Linked DNA regions of Mus musculus: regions 1, 2, 3, 4, 5 and 6 are each linked to region 7. A link is a contact called in public HiCAR-type and promoter capture Hi-C data. All regions are on one chromosome and are shown on one strand. Each heading gives the region's core, a stretch centred on a gene start, on an enhancer-like site or on the middle of the called end of the contact. The rest is flanking DNA. Distances are from core to core; before and after follow the strand shown.

What was found. Promoter capture Hi-C pulls out the DNA fragments that hold promoters and counts their contacts. HiCAR-type assays count read pairs that join an accessible place to other places.
Region 1: a contact with region 7 is called in a promoter capture Hi-C map of hippocampal neurons, with 2.9 times the contacts expected there. The contact joins the promoter of Zfp459 here to the promoter of Mfsd14b in region 7. A contact is called at or near these places in 3 of 39 promoter capture datasets (cranial neural crest, hippocampal neurons and liver) and 1 of 115 datasets of contacts at active chromatin or transcription factors (astrocytes).
Region 2: a promoter capture Hi-C map of pre-B cells shows a contact between it and region 7, with 10 times the contacts expected there. The contact joins the promoter of Zfp729b here to the promoter of Mfsd14b in region 7. A contact is called at or near these places in 3 of 39 promoter capture datasets (hippocampal neurons, liver and pre-B cells), 2 of 115 datasets of contacts at active chromatin or transcription factors (astrocytes and thymic regulatory T cells) and 1 of 9 other capture datasets (liver).
Region 3: a promoter capture Hi-C map of liver shows a contact between it and region 7, with 2.9 times the contacts expected there. The contact joins the promoter of 9430065F17Rik here to the promoter of Mfsd14b in region 7. A contact is called at or near these places in 2 of 39 promoter capture datasets (cranial neural crest and liver), 1 of 484 Hi-C or Micro-C datasets (CD4 T cells), 1 of 115 datasets of contacts at active chromatin or transcription factors (astrocytes) and 2 of 9 other capture datasets (adipose tissue and liver).
Region 4: a contact with region 7 is called in a promoter capture Hi-C map of hippocampal neurons, with 4 times the contacts expected there. The contact joins the promoter of Zfp729a here to the promoter of Mfsd14b in region 7. A contact is called at or near these places in 1 of 39 promoter capture datasets (hippocampal neurons), 1 of 115 datasets of contacts at active chromatin or transcription factors (astrocytes) and 1 of 9 other capture datasets (liver).
Region 5: a promoter capture Hi-C map of second pharyngeal arch cranial neural crest shows a contact between it and region 7, with 5 times the contacts expected there. The contact joins the promoter of Zfp874b here to the promoter of Mfsd14b in region 7. A contact is called at or near these places in 4 of 39 promoter capture datasets (cranial neural crest, hippocampal neurons, neutrophils and 1 more).
Region 6: a HiCAR-type map of astrocytes shows a contact between it and region 7, with 6 times the contacts expected there. The contact joins the promoter of Zfp87 here to the promoter of Mfsd14b in region 7. A contact is called at or near these places in 6 of 39 promoter capture datasets (cranial neural crest, hippocampal neurons, liver and 2 more) and 1 of 115 datasets of contacts at active chromatin or transcription factors (astrocytes).

What each region holds. Positions count from the first base shown.
Region 1 is chr13:67,419,974-67,422,673 of GRCm38.p6, forward strand. It overlaps Zfp459 (zinc finger protein 459), which reads right to left and starts at 1,445. Exons shown (of 4, transcript NM_177811.4): 1 at 1,369-1,445. Gm33787 (a long non-coding RNA gene) reads left to right here and starts at 1,470. Exons shown (of 2, transcript XR_382593.2): 1 at 1,470-1,526.
Region 2 is chr13:67,608,300-67,610,999 of GRCm38.p6, forward strand. It overlaps Zfp729b (zinc finger protein 729b), which reads right to left and starts at 1,408. Exons shown (of 4, transcript NM_001163246.2): 1 at 1,274-1,408. The coding sequence starts at 1,279.
Region 3 is chr13:67,551,765-67,554,464 of GRCm38.p6, forward strand. 9430065F17Rik (RIKEN cDNA 9430065F17 gene) reads left to right here and starts at 1,438. Exons shown (of 5, transcript NR_131100.1): 1 at 1,438-1,489; 2 at 1,810-1,865. It overlaps Zfp748 (zinc finger protein 748), which reads right to left and starts at 1,388. Exons shown (of 4, transcript NM_001035231.3): 1 at 1,267-1,388. The coding sequence starts at 1,272.
Region 4 is chr13:67,636,410-67,639,109 of GRCm38.p6, forward strand. Zfp729a (zinc finger protein 729a) reads right to left here and starts at 1,372. Exons shown (of 4, transcript NM_183146.4): 1 at 1,238-1,372. The coding sequence starts at 1,273.
Region 5 is chr13:67,482,883-67,485,582 of GRCm38.p6, forward strand. It overlaps Zfp874b (zinc finger protein 874b), which reads right to left and starts at 1,371. Exons shown (of 4, transcript NM_001076791.2): 1 at 1,259-1,371. The coding sequence starts at 1,264.
Region 6 is chr13:67,524,923-67,527,622 of GRCm38.p6, forward strand. It overlaps Zfp87 (zinc finger protein 87), which reads right to left and starts at 1,309. Exons shown (of 4, transcript NM_133228.3): 1 at 1,155-1,309. The coding sequence starts at 1,160.
Region 7 is chr13:65,111,606-65,114,305 of GRCm38.p6, forward strand. Mfsd14b (major facilitator superfamily domain containing 14B) reads right to left here and starts at 1,377. Exons shown (of 12, transcript NM_133680.3): 1 at 899-1,377. The coding sequence starts at 1,012.

The sequences.
Region 1 (2,700 bases), core at 195-2,694, 2.3 Mb after region 7:
AAAGAGTGGACATTCACTGCAAATAGGCAGAATATTCAAGCAAGGGAAAGAGGAGAGTCCTTCCTCACACAGTAAATCCAAACAACTAATCACCCAAATGTACCATCTTTAACAAGAGCATGTTAGTGAAAACAAAGTTTGAATCCCACATGGATTGGGTCGGCAGAAGGGAAGCATGTGTACTTTGTAAGACACCAAAGTGTTGATTGCAGGGGTTTTCCACGGCTCTCACTGGAAGACATGGAATGAATCATAGAGAGTATTTCTCACGTCCATCAAGCATGATTAAATGTTTTCTGACACAGATTGAGGCAGCTTACATTGGCCTTGAATTTGCTATCAAGCAGGGGATGTCCAGAGGGTCCTGCCCCTCCCCCTCACAAATGCAGAGATAACAGGAATGTGCCTCACAGAAGGCTCAAGCTTCTTTTGATCACAGGCCTGTTTTCTCTAAATCACGTGAATACACACAGGTCTGTGAGCTCTTCCTCACCCTGCTGACCTGACACAAAAGCCTGGCCCCCTAAAACAAGGCCACGTGAGATTTTCCCCCTGATCATGGACTAGCTCAACAATTTAGCCCAGATGAAGACGTGGTGAGGCAAGCATTGTGGGCTAACCAAACATCCTGTCTTACCACCACCACCACCCCCAAATTACTCAACCCTAAATTAGGGATGGGGGACTTTTCAAAGGTTTGAGAAAAGCAGCCCGCAAGGTGAAACAGGCTTCAGCCTCCCTGGTTGGCACTCTGCTTTGTAGTCTTTCCCTCCATGTGTTGACTATGTGTGCTGTCTCAGCCCTAGTCAAAGCTTCTCTATAGCGGGTCCTTCTGGCAGATCTCCCTTCTGTGTTACAGAATTTCCCAACATGCCACCGGTTGCAAATCATATATATGTATTTAAATCATTCTTAATTCTTTAAATGGCAGAGAAAATGAATATAATCAAAACCATTACAATAGGCCGGCTACGGAGTGCCGGAGGAACCAGAAAACCCATTTACTGAGGAATCTCACAGCAGCCAGGTGAGAATGGGGCACCAGGTTAGTGTGCTTCCCAGCAGAGCAGGTATTACAGGAGCAGGTAGTCAGCTTACCACTATTAGCTTGCAATTCTTGCACTTGCACTATTATCCACTCCCCCGCTACCTACCTGCTCCGGTGTAGACTCGGGCTGCACGCAGTGTTCCAAAGAATCCTTCACAATCCCAAACACCCAGTCCCCTACCCTGCCCTGCAACCTCACCTGTCCCAGCCCGTTCAGCGCGGCAAGTCCATGCAGCTTCTTCCGCCCTCCCACCTAGCCTAGGTCCGCTCCCTCTGAGACGGAACCCAGCTCCCCAAGCTACGCTGCTCCCCCGACCAACCTCTAAGTCAGAGATGCTACAGGAATCTTCAGCATCACAGGACTCCAGTCCAACTTTCGGGAAGATTGACGAGTGTTGACCAAAAGCCGGGTGGGATTTGCTTGTGACGTCGGAGTCACGTGGGTACTGGATTGCGAGAAGAACTTCCTGGAGTCCAGGTAGGGCAACTTCTACTGTTCCTGGATTTCTTCTTGGAAACCTGCAGTAGAGTGTGGAAGGAAAATGCAGAGTTCCTATGACAACCACGGGGAGTCAGGATGGTTTTTGTAAAGAATACATGGCCTCAGAAGGCATTTTCCCCGATGCTGTAAGCTGCCCCTGCCCGCCTGCACAGAGGCTGCACTCGCGGTGCAGTTTACAGCATCGGGAAGAATGCCTTCTGAGGCCATGTGTTCTTTACAGTTTTCAACTCCACAGCCACAACAAGAGGTGTATGGATGTGAGTAGAGCCTTTCACAGAAATATTAGGCTTACAAGTCCTTTCTGGTCCACGTGTTCTGATTTTAATCTTACTACCCCCGGAAAAACATCATGTTGACTCAGTTGTACTTTAAAAAAATAATGAAGCACTACGCTGATGTAGAGATGAAAATTATCTTTTAAAAAGGGATTTTCAACTCAGCCTTGGTGTGCCTGATTACGCTCCTAGCTTCTCAGAGGTTACTGACAAATGGATCCAAGGCTGTAATGGACAATTTAAGTACACCTTCTTTCTAAATAAGAGGAAAACGTAAATACAAAACAAAACTTAGACAGATACGTGGTAAAGCAGTTTGGTGTAGTCCGACTATCAGTCAAAGTAGGTACCTTGAATGAGAGTCTGGGAACCGCCAAAACAAAAGTTCTGATCCAGGCTCAACTTTATTGCAAAGCAGCAGACTTACAAAGGCACAGAAGCGATCAATAGCCAATAGCTGCTCCAGTCAGGGTGTGTTATAACAAGGCTCTCACTCATCCATGCATGCTTTATGATTGGTTTTAGCTTCTACAGATGTCCACATACTTATTAACCACAGTGGGTTCATGCAGGCAATGGCAGTGACATATCTGGCCAATGCTGTTTCACTGTAGACATCACTATACCTGGCTCTGACTATCTTGTGGCTATCACTTCTCCCTCATGGATCCTTGAGGTTTGGCACTAGGGGTGTGATGTCGGTGTCCCACTTAGGTCAGTGCATCCACAGGGTATATTCCTTGCACTTTCAGGAAATGTGAGCTTGTGTGTTATTCTCCATCTACCACACAATTCATATTTTCTGACAGATTTTGAGAGGTGCCTGGATCTCTGGGTAGAAAACTATAACCTTCCCTCAGCCTGAAGCTGGCTGA
Region 2 (2,700 bases), core at 158-2,657, 2.5 Mb after region 7:
TCTTTCTTTCTTTCTTTCTTTCTTTCTTTCTTTCTTTCTTTCTTTCTTTCTTTCTTTCTTTCAGCATTCTTTTGCTGACATACCAGAAGAGAACATCATATCCAAATATATATGGTTAGGAGCCAACAAGTGCTTGCTGGGAATTAAACTCAGGACCTTTGGAAGAACAGGCAGTGCTCTTAACCACTGAGCCATCTCTCCAGCCATATCTTACAGCTTTTCAGATACAGTTGAAAAAATTGGAGAATTCTTTCTAAAACTATTAAGAAGGGTGTGTCACTAAACCTGAATGTCACATTGAGGGACAAAGGAAAATTTAAAAGAGTTCAGACACTGCTGATAACGTGAACACAAAGATGAAAAGCACGTGAAGAGACAGCAATGTACAGACTCTGGCAGATTAGAGAAATGTACAGATCCTAGTAGATTAGAGAGCAATGCACAGAGCCTGGCAGATTAGAAAGCAATGCACAGAGTCTGGCAGATTAGAAAGCAATGCACAGAGCCTGACAGATGAGCAGAGCCATTTCCCCCTTCCCTTTCAGACTTTCCACCCCACCCTGAGGTCTCTCATCACACCAAGTCGTCTCTCACATCTGAAAAGGAGCCCAAATTTTGGACACAACACATACTCAGAACTGTTGAGGTATTATTGTCTAGTTATTAATCTTTAGTGTAAAATCCTATTTATTTGGATTTTGCAAACAGTGCTTCATACCAACTACAAGATTATTTTGTGATTTTATAGCCATGTATTGTCGCATTCAGGTCACAAAGGTGTCTATCAGAAAATCTTATTTGAATCAGGGCATCCATGAGTCGAACAATTCGTTCCAAAGGAACTAACATCCCACACGACAGTTTGCCCTCCCTCACAGGATTCTTGCTCCTTGGACACTAGGAACTTTAGGAAGCTGCTTGAGCTCAAACCAGAAGTAGACTCTAGGACATAACATACAGAGGGCGCTACATGTCCAAGTGCTCTGTATGTCCTGAGAATCTGACTACAGTCACGTGAGAAGGGGTCAGCTAGGTAATGATGAGTGCGCTCTTGTCAGCATCTCAGGAACAGGCAGTCAGCAGACCCAGCCTGCCCTTGCCATCCTGTTGTTTTCAGTCTTCTCCCCTTCAAACCTGTGCCCAGGCGCAGCGGCCCAGCCTAGGTCAGCAGCTTCCTGCCTCACAACAAGCCCGAGCCAGCTCCCTCCGTGCCCTACCTGCCACCCTGCACAGCCCCTCAGACCTGAAAGATGGCGCTGCTCCCTGCACTAACCTCCATGTCAGAAATCCAGATGCAGCGCTGAGGAGGACAACTGCACACATTTGAGGAGTGAAGTTTGAAGAATAAGGAAGTTCGATTCCGGCGGCCCTTTCTGATGATGTCACAGGACCCGGGACTACATTTCCCACAAGTCAGTTGGAAGGATTTACAGGGAACCCCCCCCCCCCCCCAAGAGGTCTTGTGCATTGCCTGCCTTGCAGTCCAGCTGTGGGCAGCTGAAGTTGGAAAGAACCAGGCTGCCGCACGTGGCAGCAACAGGGAAAGTGGGCGTTTAAAAAAGTCTTTGTTTGCCGGGCAGTGGTGGCGCACGCCTTTAATCCCAGCACTCGGGAGGCAGAGGCAGGAGGATTTCTGAGTTCGAGGCCAGCCTGGTCTACAAAGTGAGTTCCAGGACAGCCAGAGCTACACAGAAAAACCCTGTCTCAAAAAAAAAAAAAAAAAAAAAAACCAAAAAAAAAAAAAAAAAAAGTCTTTGGTCACAGCACGCGATGTTAGCCTGTGAGCTGAGCTTTTCATAGTAATGTTTATCGCATTTCCTTGTTATCTCTGTTAAAACATTGTGATTTTAAAGCTTCGATTTTTTGTTTTGTTTTGTTTTTTTAAAGTACAGAACTACTTATGGAATGTTACTACCGAGTGGAAAATTCATGCTTTCATGGTTTACTTAAAATATGAAAGCAGGAAGTTAATATAAGAGTGGGCATTATCTCTTTAAGACGCTATGGAAACCATCCCAGGTGCTTAAGACAGAATTAGAAATCAAACTGAGTCACCACCAAGTGTTTTCTGAGCACTTGCTTTCCTCCTCTGAATCTCTCCCAAGAGGAGGGGCAGAGCTCCTTGGATCACAATGGTGAGTGTACTGGCTCTTCAATTTCCCTCTGTGTTTGGTTTGATGTTCCTTATTGATTTTCCTGTCTCCACTGATCCTGTCATCATTCACATTTGATAATACTTGAACATTACTGGTAGCTGCCTTGCACTTCCCTCACTTCTCCTAAGCAGAACACTGAGATAGTTTCCCGTGGAATACAAAGGTATCAGAAATATGCTCATATCACTGTAAAATGAGGTGATGTATTAAAGAAGTTAGACTGGAAACTTGGAGTATTGAGAATTCCCATCTTTTCGTAAGAAGGTTTATTCCTGTGTAGTTCATGCTTGAGTTAAAGCTACAAATGGCATTACAGAAAAGACTTCATACTTCCCTGAGGCATAATAATTTAAAAGCAAGCTGTTTCAGAGCAGAGACTGTGCAAAATCCCTATCCAAATATTCTTCTCTAGGGAGTGTGTTTGCCTAGGGATCAGAACAGATTCCTTAATTTAGAAAAACTAGAGTCAACAAACAGTACATTCACCTGGACATTTGATTGGCATGTCTGTTTAGAATGAGGTCATGAGTGGTCTGTCATCCCC
Region 3 (2,700 bases), core at 188-2,687, 2.4 Mb after region 7:
ACCAGGGGATGGTGAGCATCATCATCGCCATCCTGCAAACTTTCCTATCAGAGTCTTTGTAAGGACGACATGTGTAATACAACAACGTCACTATATGTGAGTTTCTAAAATGAGTAATTCCTTCCCTCATATTTTCACTTGTACAAACAAAAGACTATGTGAGCAGCCCACTGTGAAAAAACTACAGGATCCCGAGTGAACCATAGCTCTTAAAGTCATCTCTTACTCTTTTGACCCAGTATAAAAACTTGGGAGAAACGGTTCCGGACGAACTGTTTAAGGGCACTCGTGGAACACAGATCCCACAACTAGTGACAGTTTTAGACACAGTATGCAGTGGACAACGACGGGAGAAAACCATGGGATCGATCAGAGAGCACTGTAAGCATCCGGTCAGGTAGGCAGGACTATTTCTCTTTCCCAGAGAAACTCAAGCACCTCTGTCCCCTTACAGTCAATCCCTAGACACCCTTGTAGCCTCTAGCCAACTCATCTCCCACAAACTAATGGCATCATAATTCCCAATGGAATTGGATGAGTTATTCTTCTCCAGTACAGTGCAGGATCAGTAATTTCTTGTTTTGCAAAGCTAGAATCTTTTCCTTTAGGGGATCATTCTAGCTCTGCATGGGGGTGTTAGTCTGAGGATTCAGGTCACAGCAGTGATCATTAAGTATTCCTATTTAAAACGGCAGTCCATAAATCTCTGTTCCAATGAAAATGGGATTAACATCCCATGCATCAATCTCTCTCGCAAAACTCTCCGTCCTTGGAAACTAGTAACTCTATGAACTTCTATCAATACAAACTAAAAGTATTAGGCCGGCTATAAAGTACAGGAGGGGCCAGATCTCCACTTGGTCTAGGTGTCCTGAGAAAACTGACAAGCGCGGGGAAGGCGTGGGTCCATAGCCAATCTGAGATGTATGAGTCCACCACCACCACTTCCAGGTACAGGTTACGAGCAGACCCGCCTGTCCGAGCAATCCTGGATTTTCATATTCCCAATTCCTTTCTTACCAATACAGCCTCTATAAGAGACCCAGGCAGCTACTCTGAGCTCACAAGAGCGTTCACTTCCAGCACCAACCGCATGCCCTCTCCCCGGCCCCAGCAGGCTTCCAGACGCTGTGGCCCAGCCTAGGTCAGCAGGGCTCCACCAAGTCTGTTCTTCCCGCCTCCGGGCCACCCCTCCTCCGCCGCCTCCGGGCCGGACCCGCCCTCGGTCCCTCCGACCTGCAGCGGTACGCGACACCCTGGACCAACCTCCATGTCAGCGATGCAAGCCGAGCGCGGAGCAGGACCAGAGAATCGCCCAACTTTGAGAGAAAATGCACTAGTGCAGTCGCAATGCGGAAGTGCCGTTTCCACAATGGCTCCTTGTGAAGCGATCCAACGGAAGACTACACTTCCCACAAGTCTGTGCGACGAGGCGCCAGGAAAACAGGCTGGTGACGTGTGTGTTTCCTGTGTTTCTTCACCTCTGCAGGTGAGGATGGATGGGAACGCGAGCATTTTTTGCACTGGGACAGCCATAGGGAGTCGGGCTGCTTTTAAAATCCCGGGTTCACTACCGGAGATGTTTGAATGTGAGTCGAGCCTTTGACTCTAATGTTTGCTGATTATTTCTGGTCAATCTGTACTGATTTAAAACTCAAAGTCTACTTATTATGAGGTTTATTCCATATGTAAAATTCACGTTGACTCAATTTAACTTTAAAATAAATCAGCAAAAAATTGTATGGAAATGACCACTTTCTGTTAAGATGATTTTACAATCAGCCTATTTGTCACTCCGTGTCTTCGCAGATGCTCAGGAGCTTAAGACAGAAGGATGCCAAATCCAAGGATAACCTGGGCAAAAGGTACAAACTACAAAAAAGGGTTACTGAGCATCTTAGGGGTAAAGTCCCTGCTTGCCTGGGATGAAGAAGGCTTTAGTTATAAATACACCACTACAATAGACAATCTCGTCCTGTAGTTAAATAAAATAACCAGTTTGCCACAGCTGGAAAAAAAGTCTTAGTGTGAACATTGGAATCCATACAGTGTAGTGCACAGGTCAAGGTGCACAGATATGATTTAAAATTATAGAACAAAATTAAAAGCCCAGCTCTCTAGAATTCACTTGTAAAGAACTCAGAGAATCTAACTGGGAACATAGAAATAATGAATGAATGAATAAAGATAGATTGGCACCATTGGGACCTCCTATCTCCTCGTAAATATCTAGTGCTGTACTGGTCATGCCAAAGACCAAAGAACAAACCTTTTTAGAAAGAAGAGTCTGGACTCGTGACGGACAGTGGTTCACAAGGAAGCTAAATCTCAGCTGAGAAGGAAAGTCTTTTTTTTTTTTTTTTTTTTTTAATAAGAAACTTGTGTCCTGCCGGGCAGTGGTGGCGCATGCCTTTTATCCCAGCACTTGGGAGGCAAAGGCAGACAGATTTCTGAGTTGGAGGCCAGCCTGGTCTACACAGTGAGTTCCAGGACAGCCAGGGCTATACAGAGAAACCCTGTCTCGAAAAACCAAAAAAAAAAAAAAAAAAAAAAAAAAAAAAAAAAAAAAAAAGAAAGAAAGAAAGAAAGAAAGAAAGAAAGAAAGAAAGAAACTTACTTGTGTCCTTTTTTATTCTTCCCTGAAATGTTTAAGAAGGAGTTTTAATAACTGGTTGGGGAGGGTGGTTGGAGAGATGGCTC
Region 4 (2,700 bases), core at 122-2,621, 2.5 Mb after region 7:
TGTGCATTTTTACATGAACATAAACCTACTATGTGTAAATCATAAGACCCCAAGAGTGCCACGGCTTTTGAAATTTATATTACAACTTTTCAAAATATTTATTTATTTATTTATATGAGCATTCTTTTGCTGACATACCAGAAGAGAACATCAGATCCAATAATAGACGGTTGGGAGCCAACAAGTGGTTGCTGGAATTAAACTCAGGACCTTTGGAAGAATAGGCATGCTCTTAACCAATAAGCCATCTCTCCTTCCCTATCTTACAGCTTTTCAAATACAGTTGAAAAAATTGGAGAATTCTTTCTAAAACTATTAAGGGTGTGTCACTAAACCTGAATGTCACATTGAGGGACAAAAGAAAATTTAAAAGAGTTCAGACACTGCTGATAACGTGAACTCTAGGAAGAAAAGCACGTGAAGAGACAACAATGTACAGAGTCTGGCAGATTAGAAAGCAATGCACAGAGCCTGGCAGATGAGCAGAGGCATTTCCCCCTTCCCTTTCAGACTTTCCAGTGCCACCCTGTGATCTCTCATCACCCCAAGTCGTCTCTCACATCTGAAAAGGAGTCAAAATTTTGGACACAACACATACTCAGAACTGTTGAGGTATTATTGTCTAGTGATTTTTAATCTTTAGTGTAAAATCCTATTTATTTGGATTGTGCAAACACTGGTTCATACCAACTACAAGATTATTTTGTGGTTTTATAGCCATGTATTGTCGCATTCAGGTCACAAAGGTGTCTATCAGAAAATGTGATTTGAATCAGGGCATCCGTGAGTCTAACAATTCATTCCAAAGGAACAGGAACTAACATCCCACACAACAGTTTGCCCTCCCTCACAGGATTCTTGCTCCTTGGACACTAGGAACTTTAGGAAGCTGTTTGAGCTCAAACCAGGAGTAGTCTCCAGGACATAACATACAGAGGGCGCTACAAGTCCAAGTGCTCTGTATGCCCTGAGAATCTGACTACAGTCACGTGAGAACGGGTCAGCTAGGTAATGATGAGTGCGCTCCCGTCAGCATCTCGGGAACAGGCAGTCAGCAGACCCAGCCTGCCCTTGCCATCCTGTTGTTTTCAACCTTCTCCCCTTCAAACCCGTGCCCAGGCGCAGCGGCCCAGCTTAGGTCAGCACAGCATCTCCAGGTCAGCAGCTTCCTGCCTCTCAACAAGCCCGAGCCAGCTCCCTCCGTGCCCTACCTGCCACCCTGCACAGCCCCTCAGACCTGAAAGAAGGCGCTGGTCCCTGCACCGAACTCCATCTCAGAAATCCAGATGCAGCGCTGAGCAGGACAACTGCATACATTTGAGGAGTGAAGTTTGAAGGAAGAATAAGGAAGTTCGAGTCCGATGGCCCTTTCTAATGACGAAACAGGAACCAGGACTACACTTCCCACAAGTCAGTTGGAAGGACTTACAGGGACCCCACCTAAGATGTCTTGTGCATTGCCTGCCTTGCGGTCCAGCTGTGGGCAGCTGAAGTTGGAAAGAACTAAGCTGCAGCACATGGGCAGCCACAGGGAAAGTGGGCTTTTAAAAAAGTCTTTGGTTACAGCAAGCGATGTTAGCCTGTGAGCTGAGTTTCACAGTAATGTTTATCACATTTCCTTGTTATCTCTGCTAAAACATTGTGAGATTAAAGCTTCGATCTTTCTTTCTTTTTTTTTTTTCCCCTTGGTTTTTTAAAGCACAGATTTACTTATGGAATATTACTACCGAATGGAAAATTCATGCTTTCATTGTTTATTTAAAATATGAAAGCAGGAAGTTAATGTAGGAGTGGGCATTATCTCTTTAATATGCTATCAAAACCATCCCAGGTGCTGAAGACAGAATTAGAAATCAAACTGAGTCACCACGAAGTGTTTTCTGAGCACTTGCTTTCCTCCTCTGAATCTCTCCCAAGAGGAGGGGCAGAGCTCCTTGGATCACAATGGTGTGTGTACTGGCTCTTCAATTTCCCTCTGTGTTTGGTTTGATGTTCCTTATTGATTTTCCTGTCTCCACTGATCCTGTCATCATTCACATTTGATAATACTTGAACATTACTGGTAGCTGCCTTGCACTTCCCTCACTTCTCCTAAACAGAACACCGAGATAGTTCCTCCTGGAATTCAAAGGTATCAGAAATATGTTCATATCACTGTAAAATGAGGTCGATGTATTAAAGAAGTTAGACTGGAAACTTGGAGTATGGAGAATTCCCATCTTTTCGTGGGAAGGTTTATTCCTGTGTAGTTCATGCTTGAGTTAAAGCTACAAATGGCATTACAGAAAAGTCTTCATACTTCCCTGAGGCACAATAATTCAAAGCCAAGCTGTTTCAGAGCAGAGACTGTGCAAAATCCCATTCCAATTTTTCTTCTCTAGGGAGTGTGTTTGCCTAGGGATCAGAACAGATTCCTTAACTTAGAAAAACTAGAGTCAACAAGCAGTACATTCACCTGGACATTTGATTGGCATGTCTGTTTAGAATGAGGTCATGAGTGGTCTGTCATCCCCCTGATGGCTGTAGTGAAGGGCATTGCCAACAACCAGAAGGACTTAACATTTCTGAGCATAGTTAGTTTTCCAATATGTGTATGTGTTGAGGTTTGGTATGTTGCTATGTATTGTAATACTAAATTTTATATCTGAAGGTCTAAGCTTACCATGGACCTCTCACATTTAAAAGGTTCTGTTGTGCAAA
Region 5 (2,700 bases), core at 121-2,620, 2.4 Mb after region 7:
ATTTTACAATCCCATGCTTTACAACCTCTAAGGTTCCTAACCCTGGAGGCAATTTTTTAAAATCTGTCTTTCTTAGGAAGATTTTAATTAATCCTCCATTGAGAAACAGCTCAAGCCGGGCGTGGTGGCGCACGGCTTTAATCCCAGCACTCGGGAGGCAGAGGCAGGCGGATTTCTGAGTTCGAGGCCAGCCTGGTCTACAAAGTGAGCTCCAGGACAGCCAGGGCTATACAGAGAAACCCTGTCTCGAAAAAACCAAAAAAAAAAAAAAAAAAAAAAAGAGAAACAGCTCAATATCCTTTTAGCAAACATGGGTGTCAAGCTACTTTCAAGTGAGGAACTGAACAGCCTCCATGAGGGATTCCTATTCCAAGTGAATCTTCTTTAAATCCACAATTCATTTCAAAGAAAGTGGGATAAATATCACGTACACCAATGCTCCCTTCAGGACTCTGACCCTGGAACCTAGCAAGTTCTGTCACCTCAAAGCAAGACAAGAATAACTGCATGTGCGATGAATTAAAGACTAGCTCCATTTCCAACTGAGCGTTGTACAACACAGCAACAAAAACAAACAGCAAACAATAGTAACCGGACATGCATTCTGCTTTTTTTAATCTCTCTTAGCTGTGCTTGCTCAGAAAACAAACAAAAAATATAATGCCTTATGAAGCAGACCATCCCAAGTTGAGACAACTGTGTTTTGTGACTTAAAGAATTCCAACCCCTGTCTACCCTTTTGCAGCAGTTCTCAAACTGGCAAAGGAGATTGTGGCTCTAAATAAAGCAGTTTTGTTTCGTTGGTTTGTTTTTTACCTTTTAATTCCTAGTTTTATTTGGTGATCTTTCTCAGTGGTCCTGAACTCCGTAACAGACAGCCATAAAGTACAGAAAGGACCAGATCTCCTCTTATCTAAACATACTGAGCGATCCAGTAACATCCACGTGAGAGTGACCCAGCTAATACTTCCACCAGAAAGCTGGAAAGTGAACGCCCAGAATCACCATGACCAGGCAAAGACCTTCACCCAGCCAACATTGCCTAGGCAATCCTTGAACTTACAAGCTTCTCCATTCCTTGAATTCTGTCGGTCTAAACAGAGGTCAGTCCCACTAACCCCCGCAGCGCCCTCTCACCAGCCCTGTCCAGAAAGCTCCTCCAAATCAGCTCCTCCCAGCTTCCATTCCACCCGGTCCCTGTTCCCTCCGGACCTATGCACCCCGCACAGACCCTGGGGTGACTGAACCCTGGACCAACCTCCATGTCAGAGATCCAACGGGAGAGCACAGCAGGACCAGAGTCTGGCCCAGCTTTGGATAAGAGCCGCACATGCTTACCAAAAGCTGAACTCTTGTTTACCAAAGTACCGATCTGTGACGTCACCGTGCTACAGACTACATTTCCCACAAGTCTGTGCGATGGCGTTGCAGGAGTCTTAGGAGAGTGAGTTGTACTACAAAATGGTCCTGGATTTCTGCATTGATGTCTGTCACCTAGTTAGTGTCGCCTAGTTAAGAAGCATGGAGGCCACGAACTGAGCCCAGTTCTAACGAGCCGAGTGCATTCCTCAGTTTCTGTGGTCCAGCTTAAAGGGGCAGAGGATTTTCTTGGCAAAGTTCTTAATTTCTTCATTTCCGGTGAAATTTACAGCTATTTGAGGAAACTGCCTCAAGGCTTTGGCTTAATACCCAGTACTGCACATACTTAAGTGAGCCGCGTTCTCCTGTATTGACACCCTGTGTGAATATTTGTCAGTGTACTGAGTTACCAAGATGGTAAGAGATAGAGACACTCCAGGATGTGATAAGCTTTAGCAAAAGCCGCCGGGGAATCAGCTTCTGATGGACTGACAGCCAATGTGTCGGGTTTACCAGGATTGTTTTATAACTGAGGTTATGCTAAGCTTTTGATATTCCCAAAGAAGACAATGCCATGGATTTTAGGTAACAATCACGGATTATTTACAGGAGATCACCACAAGGCTTAAGCGCCATCACTCTGGATGCCCTGTGCAATGGCTCTTCTAGAAATCAACTACAAGCCGTACACAGATCACAAGCCACTGCAGGAAATCGTTTTCATGTGAATATTGGAATCCATTCGTGTCGGAGGTTAGTCAAGAGAAACAGACTAAATCATCGAACAATTTTATTTATTTATTTAGATTTTTCGAGACAGGGTTTCTCTGTTTAGACCTGGCTGTCCTGGAACTCACTTTGTAGACCAGGCTGGCCTCAAACTCAGAAATCTGCCTGCCTCTGCCTCCGGAGTATCGAACAATTTTAAAGTCCTCCTCTCTGTTGTTTATCAGTAAAGATCGCCCAGATCCATCGCAGATCCTTTGTCCATATTTTCAACCTTTAGCTTATGTAAGTGTTGTGGGTTGTCCTGATGTTGTTTGAATTTTCATGTTAATTCTGCATCCTCAAGAGGGGTGGCCCCCGGGAGAGTGGTGGATCAAGTACTCAGGTGCTCTCCTGTGAATCTTCTCCCCATTTACTGGTCAATAAAAGCAAAAGCCTGTGATTGGGCCGTGGAGAGGAAAGGTGAGAGAGGAGATCTTGGAGAGCGAGAGATGGGGAGGGAGAGATGACAGGAGAGGAGGAAGCAGCAGCTAAGATGGAGCTGAACCACGTGACCAGGAGAAACTGCAGATAACCAACGGTCTCCTAGCTGGGGATAAGTTAGTATAGTTCTGC
Region 6 (2,700 bases), core at 59-2,558, 2.4 Mb after region 7:
GTGAACTACAAAACTATACAAGAGACAGGCCAAGGAGTCTATTATGGGCAAGGGACCCTAACTGAGCAAAAGCTCTTCAAATTCACCTTTCAATCTTTCTGACGTGGATAAACTGGCAAATGTTCAGGGAGCAACAGGGAACCTGAGTGCCACAGTCGGGGCAGTGATAGAGTAGTTGTTAAGGGAGGTTTAGATGTGCAGTGTCCAGAGATAGAAGAGAAGCTCACAATTGAAGAGCAACGTAAACACTGTTAGGTATTCAAGGTCACTTCTCCTCCCCAGGGACACTCAAGTCCTTTCCCCGAAGTCACTAATAATCTCCAGGCCATCTCTCTGCTCCCATCACCCCCTCATTTGTTTCAGAAAAGGAGTCCAAGCTTCTGACATTACACAATCTCTGACATAAGTGGATACGGTATTTTCTAGTATTTTACTCTACAATGTAGGATCAATAATATCCTGAATAAGCCTTCTCCTTTAGAACATTAGACTGTCTCTACATGTGAGTGTTAAGTGTGAAGATATAGATCACGGAGGTGGCCATGAAATATTCTCATTCAAAACAACACACCAAAAAAAACCTAACAATTTATTCCAAAGAGAATGGTACTAACATCCTATACACCAACCTCCTTAGCAGAACTCTGTCCCTGGAAACGAGGAGCAGCTATTAACTCAAACCAAGAATATTAGGCTGGCCATAAATAGGAGGTGCCAGATCTCCACTCGATCTAGAAGTTCTGAGAAATCTGACCACAGTCAAGTGGCCAAGTGATCACAGCCAACAGACTTCCTAAGGCAAGCAGGAATGTGGGCTCCCATTTACACCTCTGGCGCAAGGAGAGGGCCGGCCCACCCTGCGGGGGGGCAATACTGAACCTTCCACCATTCCACATTTCTGTGCTACAGAGCCAGCTCTCCCACCCCAGAAGCGTATACAGCCGCGTCCTAACAAAGCTTTCACTCACAGCGCCACCCCCATACTGCTCTCCCCACCCAGATTTGCATCCAGGCTCAGTTGGCCCAGCTTAGGTCAGCAGCACAGCATCACCAACTCGGCTTCTCCCTGCCTCTGGTCCACCTCGGCTCCGCTCCCTCCAAGCTGGACCACTCCCCTGCACATTCCCTCAGGCTGCACTGCTCCCTGGACCAACCTCCATGTCAGAGATCCGATCGAGAGCGAGGAGCAGGACACAGCACCGCTAACTTAGGGGAAGACAAACGTCTGCAGACGGGATGCGGAAGTGCGGTTCGCAGAGCGGCTGCTTGTGACGTCACAGAGGGCACGACTACATTTCCCAGAGTTCTGTGTTCTCCCTACTGACAGCGGAGGAGGGTGGAAAGAAAGGAGAGGTGTCAGCACTGGGACAAAAGCCCACAGTCAGGCTGCTTTAAAAGTTCCGGTTGTAAAACGGACGTGCTAGAACATCCGTTGAGGCTTTGATAGGAGGGGTTATTAGTTGTATCTGGTCAAACTGTAGTTTAAAAACTCGTCTACTAATTATAAAATTGGAACCTGCACCAAAAGTTGACAATCATTTAATTGTACTTTAAAATAAGGAAACAAGAGGCTAAAGTGGAGTGAGTGCTATTACTTAGAGATGCTTTTTGACATCAACTTCGGTGTTTAAAATGAAAGGATTACAAATCCAAAGCGTTCTAGGCACTTTACAGAGACCTTGTCTCAAAATACAAAGTACAAAACTAGCAAAGGGGGTAGACTACGTGCCTAGAATGAAGGAAGACTTAATTTAATGCTCAACTTGTACATACTCCATTTTTCCATGTGTGCTGACAAGCCTGTGAGCATACATGCATTAGACTCCACAGCTGGGAAAACAAACAAAAACACTTTCCTGTGAGCACTGGAATCCATACAGTGAAGGAGGTAGGTCAGAGACATAGACGTTAAAAAAAAAAAATCTCTGAACGAGGTTATAAGTACTACCCTCACATTTACATGTGAAGACTTTCCAGAATCCATTGGTGGATCCTTGATCTCTCCATTTGTCCCTTGCTTACACTTTCATTCATTAATCTGCATAAGAACTTTAATTTTATGAGAACTATACCAGAACATCACCCACGTCTCCCTGGTTCACCACAAACAGAGAAGTGTTTAACAGCAGGTGGTCTCTGAGCCTGTGAGTATCTCTTCTGCTTCTCTCCCAAGGAGGGCACAGTTCTTAGCATTGTACGGACTTCTGGTCCATCATCCATTGTAGAATTTCTCTCTGCATTAGGCATGGGGTATCTTGCTCTGTAGACCAGGCTTGCATTGGACTCAAAGATCCCCCTGATTCTGCTTCCCAAGTGCGGGGATTAAAGGCATGTGCTACCACTATCCATGGTATTTTTATCACTGTGGAGAACTCAACTTCTCTTTTCCTACTTAGTTCTCCTTGCAGTGATTAAGCATGTGTTGTAACCTCCGAATTGCTGATACTAGAGAGATACTTTAGTGTTGTGCACAGTTTGTCTCTGCATTTTTTGCTCCCACCCCCCACCCCCCTGGCCAGAAGCTCCCATCTTCCCTCTAGCCCTAGACAAGTATGCTACACAGACAGCTGGTTTCTGTGCTGTGTCCTCCTGCAGCAGCCTGAAACTCCCTCCCCCCACCTCTAGCATTAGAATGGCACTACCCATAAAACTCCCCCTTAATGAGGACATTCTGAGGAGACATCCTCCCTGCCTTTGTGT
Region 7 (2,700 bases), core at 127-2,626:
CAAAATTTTTGCATGTTTGAATTTTGACTTGAGATTTCATTCTGCATACTACTAATTCTCTACCCTCCCAATTGTACCAAAGATGAATTCACACAGTCAAGTATGCACTTGGAACCACTTAGTATTCTTTAACAGAAATTAAATATGCAAGCTTAAAAACAGGAAAAACACATGACCACACATATCATATTTAAATAAATTCCTATTTCTCATTGAACAAACTTTCCCATAGTTGCAAGAGTTTGTACTCAATTCACTGCAAAACTTTAAGTTTTAAGTCCTAAGTAGATCCTTCCCCAAAAATCCTTTTTATACTTATGACTGAAGAAATGACATTAGTCCCTGTGCTTAGTTTCCAACCATTAAAAGAAGAAGAAGAAAAAGTGGCACTGGTAAGGTCTGTACTGTGAATCCAGGTCAAGGAAAATAAGCCTTCCCTAGCTGTCAAACTCATCTCAACTTTACATGTCACTAAAGGAGATCAGGCTGAACTTTCACCTTCAGGTACAGAGATCTTCAGCTTCCTCTTACTACACTAAGGCCACTTCTGAAACCCAGAGGAGGAGGAAGTATCAGGCGCCTCCCACTTTGACCTCCAGCATCCCTGTAGGCAATTCCGGAGACTGCGAAAAATGAAGGCTTTAAGACAGACTGACACACACACACTGTCTAAGTTGCTGTGGACAAAATCTGTGCCCAGAAGATTTCTGTCAATTTGCACAGAATTATATCCAAATTATATTACTGTCCCGCGTCTGGTGGCTTTTGAATCAATAACCAAATCTCCTAGAGGTTCGTCTGGGGAGGAGTTGATAGGAAAGCCAGCTTTTCAAAGAACCTGGCTCTCCTAGAACAGCCACAATCCCAGAGTCCCTGTCCGAACCCAGTCAAAACTTACCCAGCTGCCGCTCGCGGCCTGAGCGCTCCCGCGCTTCTCAGGCATGGTTGACGCCTTGGGTGAGGCCACCGCCTTCCACCTCGGCTCCTCCGGCGACTCCCCGTCCGTGCTCATGCCGCCGTCATGCCAGAGCAGGTTCGGAGCGCTCCAAGACACTGGCGACGCCGCCACTGCGGCGGCGGGGCCCGAGCCTTCATGGGCTCCGCGATCCGCAGCGGCCTGCCGCTCGGGCGGCGGCGCCAGTGGCGACACCGGCTGCTGAGAGGACGCCGAGGCTGGATCCGTGCAGGAAGCGAACAGGGCCCTCAACTATTCAGTGGTGGTCGTGAACACAGGACCCCGACACTGGCAGTGAGTAGTTTTCAGTAGCGCCCGAACAGTCGGGAGACGGCGTCCCGCCCGGAGAACTCAGCAAAGGCAGCTCCCGCCTAGAACGCCCACCCCTCTCCAGAAGCTCGGGCAAGCTCCGCCCAGACTGCGTAGCGCATCAAAACTGCGTCATCTTCTAGGGACTCCAGGCCTATAGATTTTAACGGAGACTGGAAGGACCCAAAGCGTTCCTGATTGGATTAGACTGCCCGCGAGTCCTAGGGACTGTTTACTCCTACCCCGGGCTAGAATTCCAACTGCACGTCATCCCACCTTCCCCCTTTTCGTGGGTTTTAGGGATCTGACTTGGGTCCTTAGGTAGCATAGGAACTGAGTTCTTTCCAGCCCCTACCCCAAGTAAATGATTTTTTACTAGATATTTTCTTTATTTACATTTCAAATGTTATCCCCTTTCCTAGGATGATAGTTATAAAAAGAACAAACTGACACACAGCCCCTGGAACTGTAATCCTGCAATGGGGAAGTGGTCTACAATTGACAGGATTTCAGAAGCCTCCAACCATGCACTGATTAACAGAAAATTACACAGAATATATTGCTCAGTGGTAGAGCACTTCCCTGGTATTCCAATAGGCTCTAGCTATGCTCACTCCCCAGAGGCAAGCACGCACGCTCGCACTTACTAAACCTAGAACTTTCTTATCCACAATCTCAGGCAGATTGTCCTCAACCCTTCTTCATATATGACCCAGGCTGGCCTTAAATACATGTTGATGATCTTGCCTCAGTTTTCCATATGCTGGGTGTCGGTTTAAGCCACCACACTGGACATTGTTCTTAATTGTTAAATATAACTGGAGACAGAATGTTTAAACAAGTCAAGCACATTTACAGATTTCTGTCATTTTTGTAAATTATATTGTTAATCTCACAGACGTGAATCGAAAGATCACCAACCCAAATTATGGCCAGTTTAAAGCAAGATTTATTGTGTACAAACCAGAGACAAATCAGCAGCTGTCTCCCCCTAAAACGGGGTTCACAATACCAGCCCCAAGCCAACTTCTCAAGCCCTTTATATAGGGCAAAACCATGGGGTGGGGGATTTTGCATGGAATCGTAGATACAGAAGTGAAACCAGGTGGTCAAGGTTAAAGTGGGTCATGGAACAATGGGTATTGGTATAGAACATTCTCAAAAACAGGTAGCTGGGGCGGGAGGTATTACAGTACATTCTATGGTTACTGGGCTAGGGTGCAGCCCATCTCTGAGAAATATATAAACTTCAAGTTTTATAGTAAACAGAAACTTAACTTGGCTATAGACTCGAATTGAGATGGGCTGGCTTCTCAATATCCTTTAATGAGCCTAAGTTTTCCTTCTGTTTCAACCATGTTTTGTTGATTCTGAGCCTGCCCTCTATACTACCTACACAAAAACATCTAATACCATTTGGTTAAAATGCCAGCCTG